Linked DNA regions of Mus musculus: regions 1, 3, 4 and 5 are each linked to region 2. The links are chromatin contacts, called in public Hi-C and HiChIP or PLAC-seq maps. All regions are on one chromosome and are shown on one strand. The core of a region is the stretch at or near the end of the contact, and the rest is flanking DNA. Distances in the headings are between cores, read along the strand shown.

Region 1 (2,700 bases), core at 190-2,689, 190 kb after region 2:
AAATCCAATTTCTGAATCTTCTTTGTCCTCAACCACTTGGGAATTCTCTCTGAAACTACTGTGGGCATTTTAAGTAACCCTGCTTACCCAGCAAGAACAATGTACCTTTCAGGCAAGCTGAGAGGATAAAATAACTCTGCCTCTCTGCCTTTGCATGCCAGACAAAGGCCTTAGCTATTAAATACCAGTGCTCAGTGAGCTAATGACTGGTGAGCTGGCATTGTGTTTGGCATCTTAGGATCTCAGCCTCTGTCCTGTGTGAACTTGTAATCTTCATCAGGTAGCCGTGTTGTGTTTGGCTGTTGTGTTATAGGCCGGCTTATGAAGCAGAGGAAAAACTCCAGAGCCAAAACCTGGCCTCTGCAGTTTGTAATCGCAAGTCAGAGAGCATAGGATGGTAGCTTTTACATTTGGTCCTCTCATGGTTTACCCTCCCCTGGTGTGGATACTGGCCATGGTGGTTTGTTTGTCTGCTTTCTTATGCTCAACTCTTCCTTCTCGATGGGAGCCAGCGGAGAGACAATGGCTTTGCTTGGCCCTCCTGGCCCTGAGATTCCCCTTCCAGATCAATTTCCTTTCTCTGGTTTCAAAGAGAAGAATTTGAACTTGCGTTTCAGGTTTCTTATTTTCCCTCTGGACTTTGTGTCAAGGTGTGTGATACACGGCCGTGTAGCTGGTTCACGTCAGAACAAGGGTCTCAGTGAATTCTGTGGAACATCTTTCCTTCTTCTAAAAATAAGTCAGACTCTGAGTTGTTCAGGACCGCCAGCATTAGGCATCTGAAGTCTCCGTTTCTCTCTTGGGTACCTGCTGTCAAGACTGAACTAAACCTGGAAAGGAATAAGGTGCAGGCCTTGCAAAAGAAAAGGAAGGTGCATGCCAGAGCCTTCTAGAAGCCAGTGTAGGGGTGCTACCATGAAAGTCTGAACTGAGTATTCTAAAGGCAGAGTCAACATGAGTGTGCCTGCTTTAGGGTACCAAGGCAGACTTCCTAGTGGAGGCATGAGATGTTTAAGCTCAAGGCAGAGCTGATAGCCTGATTTTATATTATGCTACTAATTGAATGGTCTTGGAATCCCAGTGTGAGATTTTTTTTTTTGAGTTATTAGCATATAGAAAGCCACTCCAGCCTTTTTTTTTTTTTTCCAGGACACACACTGTCCTGAGAAGGCCTAAAATTAGACTGAAAAATCAAGTTCAAGCTGTGTAACGTGCCTCTGTGGCCTCAGGCATCGTATGACCAGAATGAGTCATGTCCCCTGTGCTGCTCAGGTGTGCCGCCCAAGAGCTGTCCCAAGACTCTGCCGTGCAGAGGAGATTGCCATAGAGGGCTGGCAAACTGATGACCTAGCACTTTTCTCTCCTTAAACAATCCTGCTGCCCATGACAGCTGCTGAGTAATGAGCAAGAAGCCTCCTACCTGGGGTATTAGTCACTTGCCCTTTTGAGCAATCAGCGAGACTGGAAAGACCGTTGCGGGGCTCTGTCAGCACTTGTTGCTGTTGCCCAAGATCCTTTCTGAGACTTGGGCAGGCATAACGGCTTCACCAAAGTTCAGAAACCCAATAACCTTGTTTGGAAATGTAAGAGTGTTCTGAGCTCAGGCCCACACAGGCCCGCACTGCTGGGATGTGGCATGGTATGGATAAGGCCGGCCCTGCAGGCCAGTTCCTGTAGTCTTGCTGACTCCTGTACTGACACCCTCTCAGATCTCTTGTCAGCCAGTAGATGCTTTCCCTAGAATTTCATCATGGATCCCACAGGAGCCAGGTGACAGGTATTAGAGGGGCCTCCTGTGCCAGAAACCACTGTGGACCATGGCCTTCTTGTGTGACAAAATTACATCAGCCCTCACTCCCCATAGCCCATAGTGCTCCTGGGAGTCCAGTATGCAGTTTTTGTGCTCATGTCTCAGGAATTGGGGGACCAGGAGGAGGTGGCATTCATAATCACAACCCACTAAAAACAGTGGCTTCTGTGGAAGGAGATTGCTAGGTGGAACAGGCTTAGAGACAGAGGAAGCTCATCTTTCTAAGTGGCACAAGGTACTCCGCATACCTGGGTCTCATGCCCCTGACCTTGGAGACAGCCGTCAAGAACCCAGGAGCAGAAGGAAGGCCTGTGCCAAGAAAGTTCTACTACACTGCCCACAAAGCATTCTTGGAAAATGGGCCTTCATTTTTCATTTCTGGGCAATATCCAGTAACCACTGTTGTAAGACATAACAGCTTCGTTGTAAGGTGTAACAACGGGTTGTGCCAACTCACAGGGAACAAACCACAGGTGGCTGTGGCAGTTCTGTATTCTCCTCCCTCCTCAACCACAACACGATCTGAGCTGGACAGAAACCAGCCTTTCCCTTGGTCCTCACAGCCCAGTGGACTTTTGTACTCAGACCAAGGATAGGGAAACAGAGCCATGCATTTTGACTAGCGATTAGCGTTATATACTTACAGACACTACCATAAGGGGAGCTTCTAGGCTCCCAACCAAGTGGCCCAAAGCTAGAGAAGTTGCTCTAATTGGCAGTTAGCTACCTATCTCCAGCTGTTGGGAATCTCCAGGTCACCCAGCATCCCCACGTAATATGCTACCTTCTTCCTATGATGGAACTGTGGTTTGCCTCTGAGCACATCATTCCCTTAAAAACTGAAGTAGACATCTCCTGCATGCTCTCGGCTATGCCTGGGTGGGTGGAGC
Region 2 (2,700 bases), core at 29-2,528:
AGCTGGGTGGCAAAGTTTAGAGTTCCGTTCTTGGGGAAGCAAGGCAAGCTGCCCCTCAGGGCCGGCCTGGGCAGACTGTGCAGCTTTCCCACCTTTTCTCGAGGTTGCTGTGGCTCCTCTCACTTGTGTCCCAGGTTAAGTGGCCTGTTTGAGCAATGGAAAATCTCTTTTGACCCCAGGATTGAGCTGTGGAAGGGCCAAGTCGCAGGCTGCCGCCTCAGAGTCAGCAGAGATAAGCTTCATTAAATCGCGCAGTCACCCCTCCCTCCCCACGTCTCAAGGGGCTGCAAGGACCATGGCAGCAATAATTACCGTCTGTATAGAAGACGGGCCACATTTTAATCTTACAAAAAAAAAAAAAAAAACAAAAAAACAAAAAAACAAGATAAGGCTTCTATTGAACTCTTTAACTTAATTATACCTTTAAAAATGAAATGAACATTCTGTTTTATCCAAGGTATTTAGAATGATTTTTTTGATTTAAAAAAATGTACAAATGTTTGGAAATCCTTGTTTGGAAATACTTCAACCTAAAATGCTCCACAGAGACACTCTGGGTGGAGGTAATCTGCCGCCCAGTTTGGCAGTGAGTTTGGAAGAGATAAAATTATTATTTACAAAAACAGTTAACTGAACAACTTTGAAATGTGTTAGATTTTACTTGTATCAGTTTTATTTTTTCTTCCTCTTTCTTTTTATGACTTGTGACCATTAGATGGCGCTATGCATTTCTAAATATGAAAAGTGCTGGAAATTCTAGTCCGTCCAGGAGTCACGGTCGTTATTCTATTCATATATAGTTAAAATATTCATGCTATTATTTCAATGAATATATAAACAACTTAATATAAAATTTCCAGTATTGCATGGCATATTGAACGGAAATCCAGATCAAATTCACAGTCTCAAATGAGGTTCCCTTGTGTGGAAAAATCTCCCTTGCAGCGCCTCTCCAAGCCTCACGGGACATTGTCACTTTCCCTCCCCTACTGAGCCTCGTACTTACACATTTTTACAGAGGCTTATAGTTTGTGATAATTTAACCAAATCTTGCCCTCCTGAGGTTTATCGCCATTCAAAGCATCTACATGCAAAGAGGGTCCAAATTCGTTTATCAACGATCTGAGGCGAAGGAAACGAGAACTGGTTGGTTTTAGCCGCAGAGGTCTTTTTGTTACCCTCACCAGTATTCAGTTAATGGAAGCTGCTGTACTGAGGCTTCCCTTAGACTTCATCCCCTAGGTACAGCGGCCAGATGATGCCGGCAGTCTTCCTGTCCGTCTCCTCTCCAGCCTTCACTCCAGAGCTCTGCACCGAGGAAAGACCTCTCCTTCCACAGCTCTCTCAGCAGCCTCCCCTGCAGCCTGGATGGCATAACCGCTTCGGTGTTGATGTTTCCCACTGTATCTTCAGTTGGAGTGTTGGCGTCTTCCACTTGAAAGTCCCTGGGTATTTTGAAAGTTAAATCATCTGAAATGAGTCTCTCTGCGCCTAAGGCCGGCTCACGCTCCCCTCTCTTGGGGAGTGAGAGCCCGTGTTTAACACGCAGCCGCCTTAGGTAAGAGCTGAGAGGTAAGGAGGACCTTCTGTTCCCACCACAGTATACACAATGCCAGGTCTGCCACCCCACTGCCCATCTGCTCTCCAGTGCCCCAGTTGTTGGCATTCGCTCTGTGCTATCGGGCCACGGATTAGGTCACTCGGATAATGATTGGTCAAACATCTGCTAGATTTTGGTCTCACGACCCCACTACAACTATAGCCAGTGTGATCCTGGTATAATGTATGTATAATGTGTGTCTTGTGTCTGGCACCTGATGAGAATTCCCGATGGCCTCTTACCTTCCTGAAGACAGATCTAACCTCCTTACCCATAAGACCCTGGGCCAGCCTTCACCTCTGGCCCCGTCTCTTCTGCCTCTACAATCTGTTGTAGGATACGCCTTTCAGTGCTCTCTGGCAGTTTGCTCTCTCTTCAGCCTCTGCACCTATCTATTGGTTGTCAATTCCTACCTCTCCCATCCTCCATTTCCTATAGGGGAAGGATCCTCACACAGCCGTCTCTACTTAGGGTGGGTTCTCAGAAGCACTTGGGACCCATCTCACACTGGATCGCAACCCTTGTAAGTCTGTTTATTCTTCTGACTAGAATCATATATCTATCCTACCTGTCTCTACCAGTCCAGCCTAGTATTATGTATACAGTTGGTGCTCAATAAATACTTGTTGCATGCCTGAAGACCTACCTAAACTGTCACTAGCCCATAGTCTCCATTCTACTCACTAAATGCATTTTATATTATATTTTGGTTTACATTTGTGGTTCTGAGAACACAGGGTCTTACACGCACTAGTCAAGTGTCCTACCACTGAGCTACACTCCCAGTTCCTTACTCACTCCTTATAAGCCAGGTTAGTTGTCTTGGCTGATGCAGAGATGACCCCACATCTGTGGCAGCTGTGGCACTTTCTATGGACCCAATGAGAACATGAAACTTCTGTGGACAACCTGTGAGCCCTTCCCTTGGGCTGTGCACTGCCTCTGGGAGGGGACTGCGTCCTCCCTCAGCTGCACCCCGCTGCTGTTCACAGAACAATTTTCCCATTTCTAAGAATCATGCAGCAAATTGAGGTTAAGGCAAGTTTTCACTTGATTCGAAGGTTTAAGTCTTGTTTTGGTGTTCTGGCCCAAATCTTTCA
Region 3 (2,700 bases), core at 66-2,565, 250 kb after region 2:
TGTGTCTGTCTGTCTGTCTGTCTGTGTGTGTATATATGTGTGACTAGGTGTGTGTATGTGGTGTGTGTGTGTGTCTGTATGTCTGTGTGTATGTGCTATATGTGTCTGTGTATATATATGTGTATCTATGTGTGTCTGTGTGTATGTAGTATATGTGTGTCTGTGTGTATATATCTCTGTGTTCAAGTCTGTGCATGTGTGTGCATTGGCAGAAGTGTGGAAGTCAGCCTTCTGTCTTGTTTGAGACAGAGTCTCTAATTATTTCACCCCTATATATGCCAGGTTAAATCCAGATAGGTCTAAAAGTTATGGTCCCTTTCCTGAAATTCATATTTGGCTGGTTCTTCTATAGTTCACCAGGCAACTGTAACTCCACAGGACCATCTATAACTTATAGTGAGTGGCCTGAACCACAGTGAACTGGAGAAGGCATCCTCCCACCCCCACCCCAGGTAACATACTAGCAAAAGATAGTGACGTTTGATCGCCAGCATTTGGTGTCCTTCCTAAATGCAACCAATCTTTATCCACAGTTTAAAATCACATAAGGAGCTTTGAAAAATGCTCATAATATATTCCCAGCTAACAGACATAGGATAGAGATAACTGAACAGGGAATTGGGAAGGTAGGATGGGAAGGAAGGCGAGACCAGTATATGGCTACACACAGATGCCAGCCCTGCACTTGACCCACTCTGAGACTTGGGGTCTTGTCTTCTATCTCTACCACTGGCACACTGCTGTCGTAGCTCAGTCCTGTTGAAAGATAAAGGGGAAGAAGGACTCTACAGAAGAGCTCAGACAGGATCTCTGGGCAGTCCTGAATCCGGTCTCTACATTCTATTCCTTTAAAAGGAAATGTCAACGTTTCCAAGCAGTGACCGTGAACTCCAGCCCCGTGAGGGTGAGTCAGGACAGGCCTCACCAGGCCGGGCTCCTGCAATGTAAACTTCCAGCAGGCTCCAGTATCCTCTCAAAAACCACTCCCAACCTTGTTGAAATGCTTGGATTCCCCACTCTGCTTCAGTCCAGCATGCTGGTCTCTGTGTATATTTGGTCCCTAGCATCCTTAGATGTTCCGTTGCATATCCACACATGGTTTTAAGTTTCCGCAAAGTGGCTCAGACATATACATTTCACTTTCTTCTCTCCAGGGTTTTCTGGGACTCTCAGCCCCCCCCCCCCCCCCACTGCTGTCTTCTCCCTCCCTGATTTCTGCCCAGTTTTTTGCCAGCGATTTTATGTGCTGTCACTGGCAGACTGGTCAGAAGCACATCATTAATCATAGCCACTGGGATAACTTGTCCAGGAACCGCCAAGGCCAGCCTTGAATGGCTGCCGCCCAGCGCTGCCTCTTCCTTCAGCTCTAAGTTCCATGATATCATTAGCATTCGGCCCTGGCAGGTGGCCAATGCCTTAACTGGGGATTCTCAGCTCTCTGTAAGTTTTTAAAAATGCTTTGGTGATGGGGGGAGGGAGACTTGTACTTTTCCAGCACAGAAAAAGGGATGCTAGTTAGTTCATGGAAGCTTCCAGTAACGTTAAAGTTCACTTGTTTTTATTGTGATAATTGAATGGTGTTCAGTAATGTTCTTCCTATAATAAGATTCAAAAAATTTCCTCCTTAGGGAGGAAAATTTGGAAGAAGGAAATACAAAGGAGAGGGTCAGCTCAGCAATACTTTCCTTGCAACACGAGGATCCCAGAATTGCATAGGAGTATCTGCACTTCGTTTAATAAATGGATCCCTATAAATTTCATGTAAATGGAATGTGTAAGAATTTAAATCATTCTAAGTGCAGCTGTATTAAGGCAGCCTGGCATGACTCGCTTTATCAAGGGAATTATCTTGATGCAATAGACAGCATCCTGTGGAGCACACTGATCATTGTTATAAGTCTGAATTTTGCATAGGGCTGATTCTCATAAGATCGGGGAGAGGGGGGTCTCTCTTATAATGACAACTATTCTAAGATCACAGATGTTCTCAGGCTCCGAAGAGGAACTTTTCCAAAGCTTTCTATGGAGTATGACTAGCTACTAGGATGCCATGGGAGGTTAAACGCAGACAACTGTCACCCAGAATCCTCCTGTTCTATTTCCAGAGAGATGCAAGAAGTTACCAGTGAGTGAAGGAAGGGAGAGATGATGGCAGACACTCTGAGGCTAGAAGCATGAGCTGGGGTCATAGTAACACAGCTCTGCCTTTGTCCTCTAACCAGGGATTGCCGAAGAATCGGTATCTCACATCTCACACACGCACACACACACACACACACACACACACACACACACACACACACACACTTAGACACACATTCCTGCCCGTTGTTAGAATTTAGGTGTGAAGTGTATATTATGTGATTCCTACATTAAAAAAAAAGGGGAGGGGGCTAACTTCCAACTTTACCTCAGGAAGCCTTTCAAAGAAAAGATGTATTTGAGGGTTATAAATACTATGTTATTTAATTCCTAAGTACTGGTGAGATGTGCAGGATTGGGAGCCCCCGGCAGGTTGCCCACCTGTTCTCTGCTATCTTCCTAAGGTAACCCTGAGTCAATGTGGTGAAGGGAGATGAATAACTACAACATTCTCTTTTCCTTGTGTTCTCTCAGGCAACTGTGGCTCAGAAGGTAGAGGCACAAGGCACAAGATTAAACTTGAGAGATGCTTAAGAGGGGTTTAGACTGCGTGTGTGG
Region 4 (2,700 bases), core at 33-2,532, 170 kb after region 2:
AGCATAGGAAACAGTCACCCTCCTGCTATGTGGATGTAATTTGTCCCCTCCAAAACCTGTCTTGGAGTTCAGCGTCTGATGTAACAGTGTTGAAAGACTCTAAGAAATGATTAGGCTGGTGCGGCGCACACACCTTGAATGCTGGCACTCAGGAGACAGAGGTGAATGACTTCTAAGGTGGCTGATCTACACAGTGAGCGCTGGTCTGGCCAGGGTTGCACAGTAAGACCTTGTCTCAAAGACACAGGGGAGGCCCTTAGGACATAAAGAGAGGTTGATAGAGTTCTTAACAGACTGAATTTGTTGTTGCAGGGACACACAGTGGCCCCTTGTTCTCTGTGTCTTCTGCACCTGGCATCTGCCTTGGCCTTTCTGCTGTGCCCTGGTAGCACAGGGACCTTGCCACATGTGTCTGTCCAGTCTTAGACTTTCAGCTTCATAATCACAAGCTGAATAAACGCTTTTCTTTTATACATTGTCCTAGCCTCGGGTGTTCTGTTATAACAGCAAAGGACAGACTAAAACATCTGGACCCTTATGTGTATCATAGCAGTATTCATGTCAACCAAAATATTGAAATAACCTAAATGTCCATCAACCAATGGATGAAGGGAATTTGCCTTGGAACACGACTTAGCTTTTTAAGAGGAGGAGGGAAACGCTGTCCTTTATAGCGGTGAAGATGGTCCTAAGGGATATGGCACTAATTCAGGCAAGCCGGACAAAGGAGGACAAACAGCATGATTTCATTTAACTGTGTGATCCCAAAGAGTCAGGCCCATAGAAGCAGAGTAGCCTTGTGGGTGCCAGCATCTAGAGGGAGGTGCTGAACAAAGTGTTCAGAGTTTCGGTAATGAGAGAGAAATAAATTCCAGAAGTCCGTCCTACAGCACGGGGATTGATAACAAACAACGTGTGATGGTTTCTCAGTTTGCTTACGAGGGCTCATCTTGTGTTGTGTTGAGTACTCTGAGCACAGAAGGAGGGGAAGTGCAGCAATTTTGGAGATAATGGGTGTTTAATGCATCAGTTGTAGTGATGACTACATGGATGGGTACTTAACCAAACATACCAAATTGTATGTGCTAAGTATTTGCATCTTTTGGGGTCAATCATACCTCAATAACTTAAAAAAAAAAGAAGTCTCCTCTTTGGTCCTTCATCTTTTAACACAGTTATTGAAAAGAGGAATGTGTTGAAAGACCAGTGTCTCTGGTTCCAAGAATCGCCAGTGCTGATGGTTTTTAACTTATTCCGTATAACAGCACTGGCAGCTGACACAACCTTTTGAACTTCCCTATTTCTGAGGCACTAAAAGAGAGGGATGAAGCAGAAGGGCGAGAGCAGCTCAGGTTGGAGTCATGTTTCCTAGGTAGCAATACAAGTCTACCTAGGTAGCAATGTCTCCTCTTGGGATACAGTGATGGAGGGTAGACTGGCCACTGATATCATCAAGACCCAAGCAACAGTGGAAGAGAAAGAGAAGGTAGACTCTAGTCAGTAACATGTCTGACTGGTGGAGGTGCACACTTTTCCTTTCTGTGAGACATCAGTCTTGTGTGTGCAGGAGGAAGCTGGAAGCTGCTAGCTGTGTCTAGCAGCCTCTGTTGCTGCCTCTGGGAAGCCACTCTGCCTGAGTCCCCTACCCCGCTCCTTCTGCTTGGTGGGCTTGTTTTGTATTCAGGGTCATTTCCTTCCCAGGAACTGGGGAATCTGATCTAAGATTAAAGCAGGCTTAGTTTTTCCCATGTTACAGAGGTAAAGATGAAAATACTGGTAGCAGTTAACTTGTCTTGCTTAAGGGTTACCATATGGATATATTATTACAAATGAGGACCTTCTTAGCATGGGAGGTAGACTGTGCCAATGCACGGTTTGCAGAGCCATGTAGAGACAGAAGAGACTCCGGAAAGATGCCCCCTGACTGGTCCTCTTCCGAGGGACCAGGACATAGAGTTTCCACTTACTGTATTTGGGGTGGGCTGTGAGTTATGGAATAAATACACTGTTTGTGGTTTAAGTGTACGCTTGGTTTGGACCCGTCACCCCAGGCTGTGCACACGACACTGTACTCATTTGCCCCTGCTTGGCTGATGCCTCACACAGATGCAGACTAGGCTATGGTCTAGTCAGTCATGGTCTAGTTTAACCATGAAGGAAATTTCTCCACCATTCCATTATGAGGATGAATAAGCCCTGAGCACCTGCTGTCTACTGTGTTTGCTTTTGAAACTCAAGACAAATGAGATAAGAGACACTTTCACAAGAATTTGTCTGTTGGGGCTTTGAACCATGTGTGTATGTGTGTGTGTGTGTGAGTGCACACACATGTGCACACATACACGATGTCTTAAAGGCTTAATGTAGGCAATACAACAAGAGCACAGAAAAGGCAGTCATTTTGATGGGAAGGCCTTGAGGAAGGAACACCTCTTGAACCTGTGTCAATGTAGGGCGCACCTGCCAGATAGGTTAGAGCAGGAAGGATAGAGGCATGGAAACTAAGAAATTGTGAAGATTCCATGTGATCAGGATGGGAGCCCGGGAAATGGCTGGGATGAAGTCACATCTGAGGAAAGCTGAGGTCGGGGCAAGGGCAGTTTTGAGATGAAGCTACAAGGTTTCAGTTTTCCTTGTCTGTCAGTGGCAGCCATCAGATGTTTGGGGAACAGACCAACAGTGGCCAGCCCAGAAACCAAG
Region 5 (2,700 bases), core at 117-2,616, 150 kb after region 2:
GGAGTCCCTTGTGGGGAGGGAGCTGCATACACAGGGCAGGGGCAGATTAGCCACAGCCCACAGTCCACAATTTACTGAGCCAGTCCCAAGTGCATCCTGAGGTGCTACCATCAGCTGGATTGGGAAGGAGGCACACTCAGCTCCCATCATGCCATCATCTCCCTGTGCTCTGATACTCTGCCATCCTGGTCAAGGAGAAGAGACCCCCCAAGGCTACAGGCTAGGAGAGAAGAGGAGAAGACAAAGGAGATGATGGTCTGTCTGCAGAGGCCTCTGCTAGCATCAGTGTGCCTGGTTGATCATTGTTGGAGTCTGAATGTGTCCGTTCTGCAGGATGGGCAGGTGCAGAAGCTGGAAGTTCACTGAAGTGCACTCTGGATGCTTTACTCGTTCTTGCTGCCCCAGAAAGTGCACACTGCTATCTGATAAATACCTGTTGGGCAAAATGTCTTGCAGTACTCCAAACAATCCCAGAAGGTGAAGATGTTTGCATCCTCCTTGGAACAGTTTGCACAGCTGAGCTCCAGAGAGGTTAAACAATCTATCCTGGATCACACAGCAAGGGGCTACCTGAAAGTATGTGGCTTCTTGCCTGGGTTATGCCGTTCTATGCCATGCCTGTTACACTGTAGCAAGCAATCTCCCCTCTGTGCAGTATATACATCTGAAAAGAAAGGGGTTGTTAGAAAGAATTGTTCTTGTGTACCATATGTGTTTTCTGGCCTTTTCTGAAACACCCAAGGATATTTTCCTCTGCTCTCTCTGGAACTAGGTTTCTTCCTTTCCTTGAGCAATGACTACTTCTCATGCCATGTGGTCTGCTTCTGGGTCATTTGTTCTCGTTTGCCTTTGGCTCAGATGGAAATAGAAAACAAACTAGAACATGGCATTGGTGTTCTCCAGCTCTGTTTGCTTCCAACCTGTCAGCATGCTCCATCTTTCTCTCAGGCTGGTAGCTATGGACATAGGTCCACGGGTGAAATTCAGATGTCTGGACCAAGTTGTGTGAGCTTACTTCCTCAACCGACAATCCCTGGGGATGGTGTTCAGAGGACCATCTCCAGGCACAGGATTTGGGTTTCTGATCTCTTGGGCTACTGGGTCACATGGTCTTGATTATGAATGGGGTTGGGTGGGTGGGGGAGTCAGAAGGTGAAACTGTTTCTCTTCCCCCGTGTCTCGATTGGTCCACAGGCTACTAGGTGTGTCTAGAGTTAAAACCGTTGTCCTCGAGGTTGTTTAACTATAATTGGCTTGTTTACAGCTGTCACCACCCCTGACATTCTGGAGGGTAAGCAGCCCCTATACTTTTACATCTGGACAGATGTTTTGTGGCACCGGGTGTCATTTCCTTTGAAGTCCCCAGTCTTCACCAGGGTTAGCCTTAGTCATGTGTGCTCACAGTGACTGGTAGTGTTGGAGCTGGTGATTGCATAGTTACAGGTTGTTCACTACAGTAGGTCAAGTTGCCAATCCTCTGCCCTTTCAAGTTCAAGTACCAAGACTTCTGCTGTTTTAGCTGAAAAGGGGGGAGTCTGGTGAAATCCCTGTCCTTCTTCTTGTTCTAAAGGAAGACTGGCACTCATGAAGTGACAGTGAGAAATTGAACTCATGTACTAAGTTCCGGATCCTGTGGAAGCTCCAATCCATGTGCTGGGCTTTCTGCAGAACTTCAGTCCCCAACCAACTAACACTGTAGTTTTTGCAGTGCCTGCAGGTAGTACCTGGGAGGTTGGGTAAGCACTCACCTTGACAGACATGGTTATCCAGGGAGGATCTGAGGCTGTAAGTCTGTAGGTGGAGTGAGTCGACCCCACCCTGTAGACAGTTATGCAGTTGTAAAAACCAGACTTTCTTGGGTAGCAACCATGGGTTCTCATGTGTTCTAGTTTTGAAATACTTGAGTTTCTTGTTAATACTTCATCACTGGTTAGAACTGGGTTATGACTGTTTCTCATGGGCCCCAGAAATAGCCAGTGCCGGTCATAAGTAGAAACAGCCTTGTTGCAAGGCTTAGCTTACGGTAGAAGGCAGGAAAGCATTCATTCACTCAGCCCTTGTAACATGGAGTGTCTGTGATATGAAGCCCACCCTGAGAAGACAGTAGGGGACAAAGAAGAACAGGCTCTGCCCTGTGTAGCTGCTCTAGGAATCTGTAGGCCTGAAGCTGTCCTATGTGGGTAGACTCAGCAAGTGACCAGTCATTCCTCGGAGGTTGTTCTTGGATTTCTACTTTGGTCAGGCTCAGAAAAGCCACATGTTTGGGAAGGCGTATAGGGAGCTGGCCTTGAAGCTATATTTGTGTGTCCAATGCACTCTTATTTATGTGGGGTAGAATGAATTTGGTATCTGCTGATTATTATTAAGAAGGCATGATCCAAACCCCACATCACTCCCAGCTGGTGATTGGTGCTGTATTAATTGAGTAATTGACAGGCCTAAGTCAGGAGGCAGCATAGGAGGAGTCGCAGCCCTAGCTAGCTTGTCTGCTCACCTCCATGTTTGTGTGTTCCCCTCGCACTGGCATCTCCTGTTCCAGGCCACAGGGAGGGACATTTGTCTACCTCCCTGCCCACTCCCAAGTAACCTCCTGAGCCACCAAGACCCCGTTGTACTGCTCTTTTGTAAGACTCCTTTTCCTGCTTTCTGCTGTCAGTCAGTACCGCCCTGGTCCCTGGAGGGCCACCCAGGGTGTTTCTG

What was found. HiChIP or PLAC-seq counts read pairs in DNA pulled down with a chosen protein or histone mark. Hi-C and Micro-C count contacts between places; a contact is called where the count stands out from the background.
Region 1: a contact with region 2 is called in an H3K4me3 HiChIP or PLAC-seq map of bone marrow-derived macrophages, with 3 times the contacts expected there. The contact joins two enhancer-like sites. A contact is called at or near these places in 1 of 484 Hi-C or Micro-C datasets (bone marrow-derived macrophages) and 3 of 115 datasets of contacts at active chromatin or transcription factors (bone marrow-derived macrophages, large pre-B cells and microglia).
Region 3: a Hi-C map of cortical neurons shows a contact between it and region 2, with 5 times the contacts expected there. The contact joins two enhancer-like sites. A contact is called at or near these places in 1 of 484 Hi-C or Micro-C datasets (cortical neurons) and 2 of 115 datasets of contacts at active chromatin or transcription factors (bone marrow-derived macrophages and microglia).
Region 4: a contact with region 2 is called in a Hi-C map of bone marrow-derived macrophages, with 32 read pairs. The contact joins two enhancer-like sites. A contact is called at or near these places in 1 of 484 Hi-C or Micro-C datasets (bone marrow-derived macrophages) and 2 of 115 datasets of contacts at active chromatin or transcription factors (bone marrow-derived macrophages and large pre-B cells).
Region 5: a CTCF HiChIP or PLAC-seq map of CD8 T cells shows a contact between it and region 2, with 8 read pairs. The contact joins two enhancer-like sites. A contact is called at or near these places in 2 of 39 promoter capture datasets (the C10 cell line and liver), 2 of 15 datasets of contacts at CTCF or cohesin (CD8 T cells and large pre-B cells), 12 of 484 Hi-C or Micro-C datasets (the 63-12 cell line, B cells, the C2C12 cell line and 8 more) and 13 of 115 datasets of contacts at active chromatin or transcription factors (the 230-238 cell line, CD4 T cells, Th17 cells and 8 more).

The regions. Positions count from the first base shown.
Region 1 is chr12:73,754,457-73,757,156 of GRCm38.p6, forward strand. All of the region lies in intron 10 of Prkch (protein kinase C, eta), which reads left to right. Among named protein-coding and RNA genes, the nearest start is that of Gm34189, 26 kb to the right of the region's middle. Within about 2 kb of position 1,440, at least 92 of the 459 cell types and tissues checked have an H3K27ac peak or open chromatin away from gene starts, as enhancers often do. A contact at or near this core is called in bone marrow-derived macrophages, where this site is marked.
Region 2 is chr12:73,564,158-73,566,857 of GRCm38.p6, forward strand. No RefSeq gene overlaps it. Among named protein-coding and RNA genes, the nearest start is that of 2210039B01Rik, 17 kb to the left of the region's middle. Within about 2 kb of position 1,279, at least 46 of the 459 cell types and tissues checked have an H3K27ac peak or open chromatin away from gene starts, as enhancers often do. A contact at or near this core is called in CD8 T cells, Th1 cells, Th17 cells and 3 more, where this site is marked.
Region 3 is chr12:73,809,241-73,811,940 of GRCm38.p6, forward strand. No RefSeq gene overlaps it. Among named protein-coding and RNA genes, the nearest start is that of Gm8075, 15 kb to the left of the region's middle. Within about 2 kb of position 1,316, at least 92 of the 459 cell types and tissues checked have an H3K27ac peak or open chromatin away from gene starts, as enhancers often do. A contact at or near this core is called in cortical neurons, where this site is marked.
Region 4 is chr12:73,735,844-73,738,543 of GRCm38.p6, forward strand. All of the region lies in intron 10 of Prkch (protein kinase C, eta), which reads left to right. Among named protein-coding and RNA genes, the nearest start is that of Gm34189, 45 kb to the right of the region's middle. Within about 2 kb of position 1,283, at least 15 of the 459 cell types and tissues checked have an H3K27ac peak or open chromatin away from gene starts, as enhancers often do. A contact at or near this core is called in bone marrow-derived macrophages, where this site is marked.
Region 5 is chr12:73,709,710-73,712,409 of GRCm38.p6, forward strand. The region is part of intron 9 of Prkch (protein kinase C, eta); the gene reads left to right. Among named protein-coding and RNA genes, the nearest start is that of Gm34189, 71 kb to the right of the region's middle. Within about 2 kb of position 1,367, at least 22 of the 459 cell types and tissues checked have an H3K27ac peak or open chromatin away from gene starts, as enhancers often do. A contact at or near this core is called in CD8 T cells, Th1 cells, Th17 cells and 1 more, where this site is marked.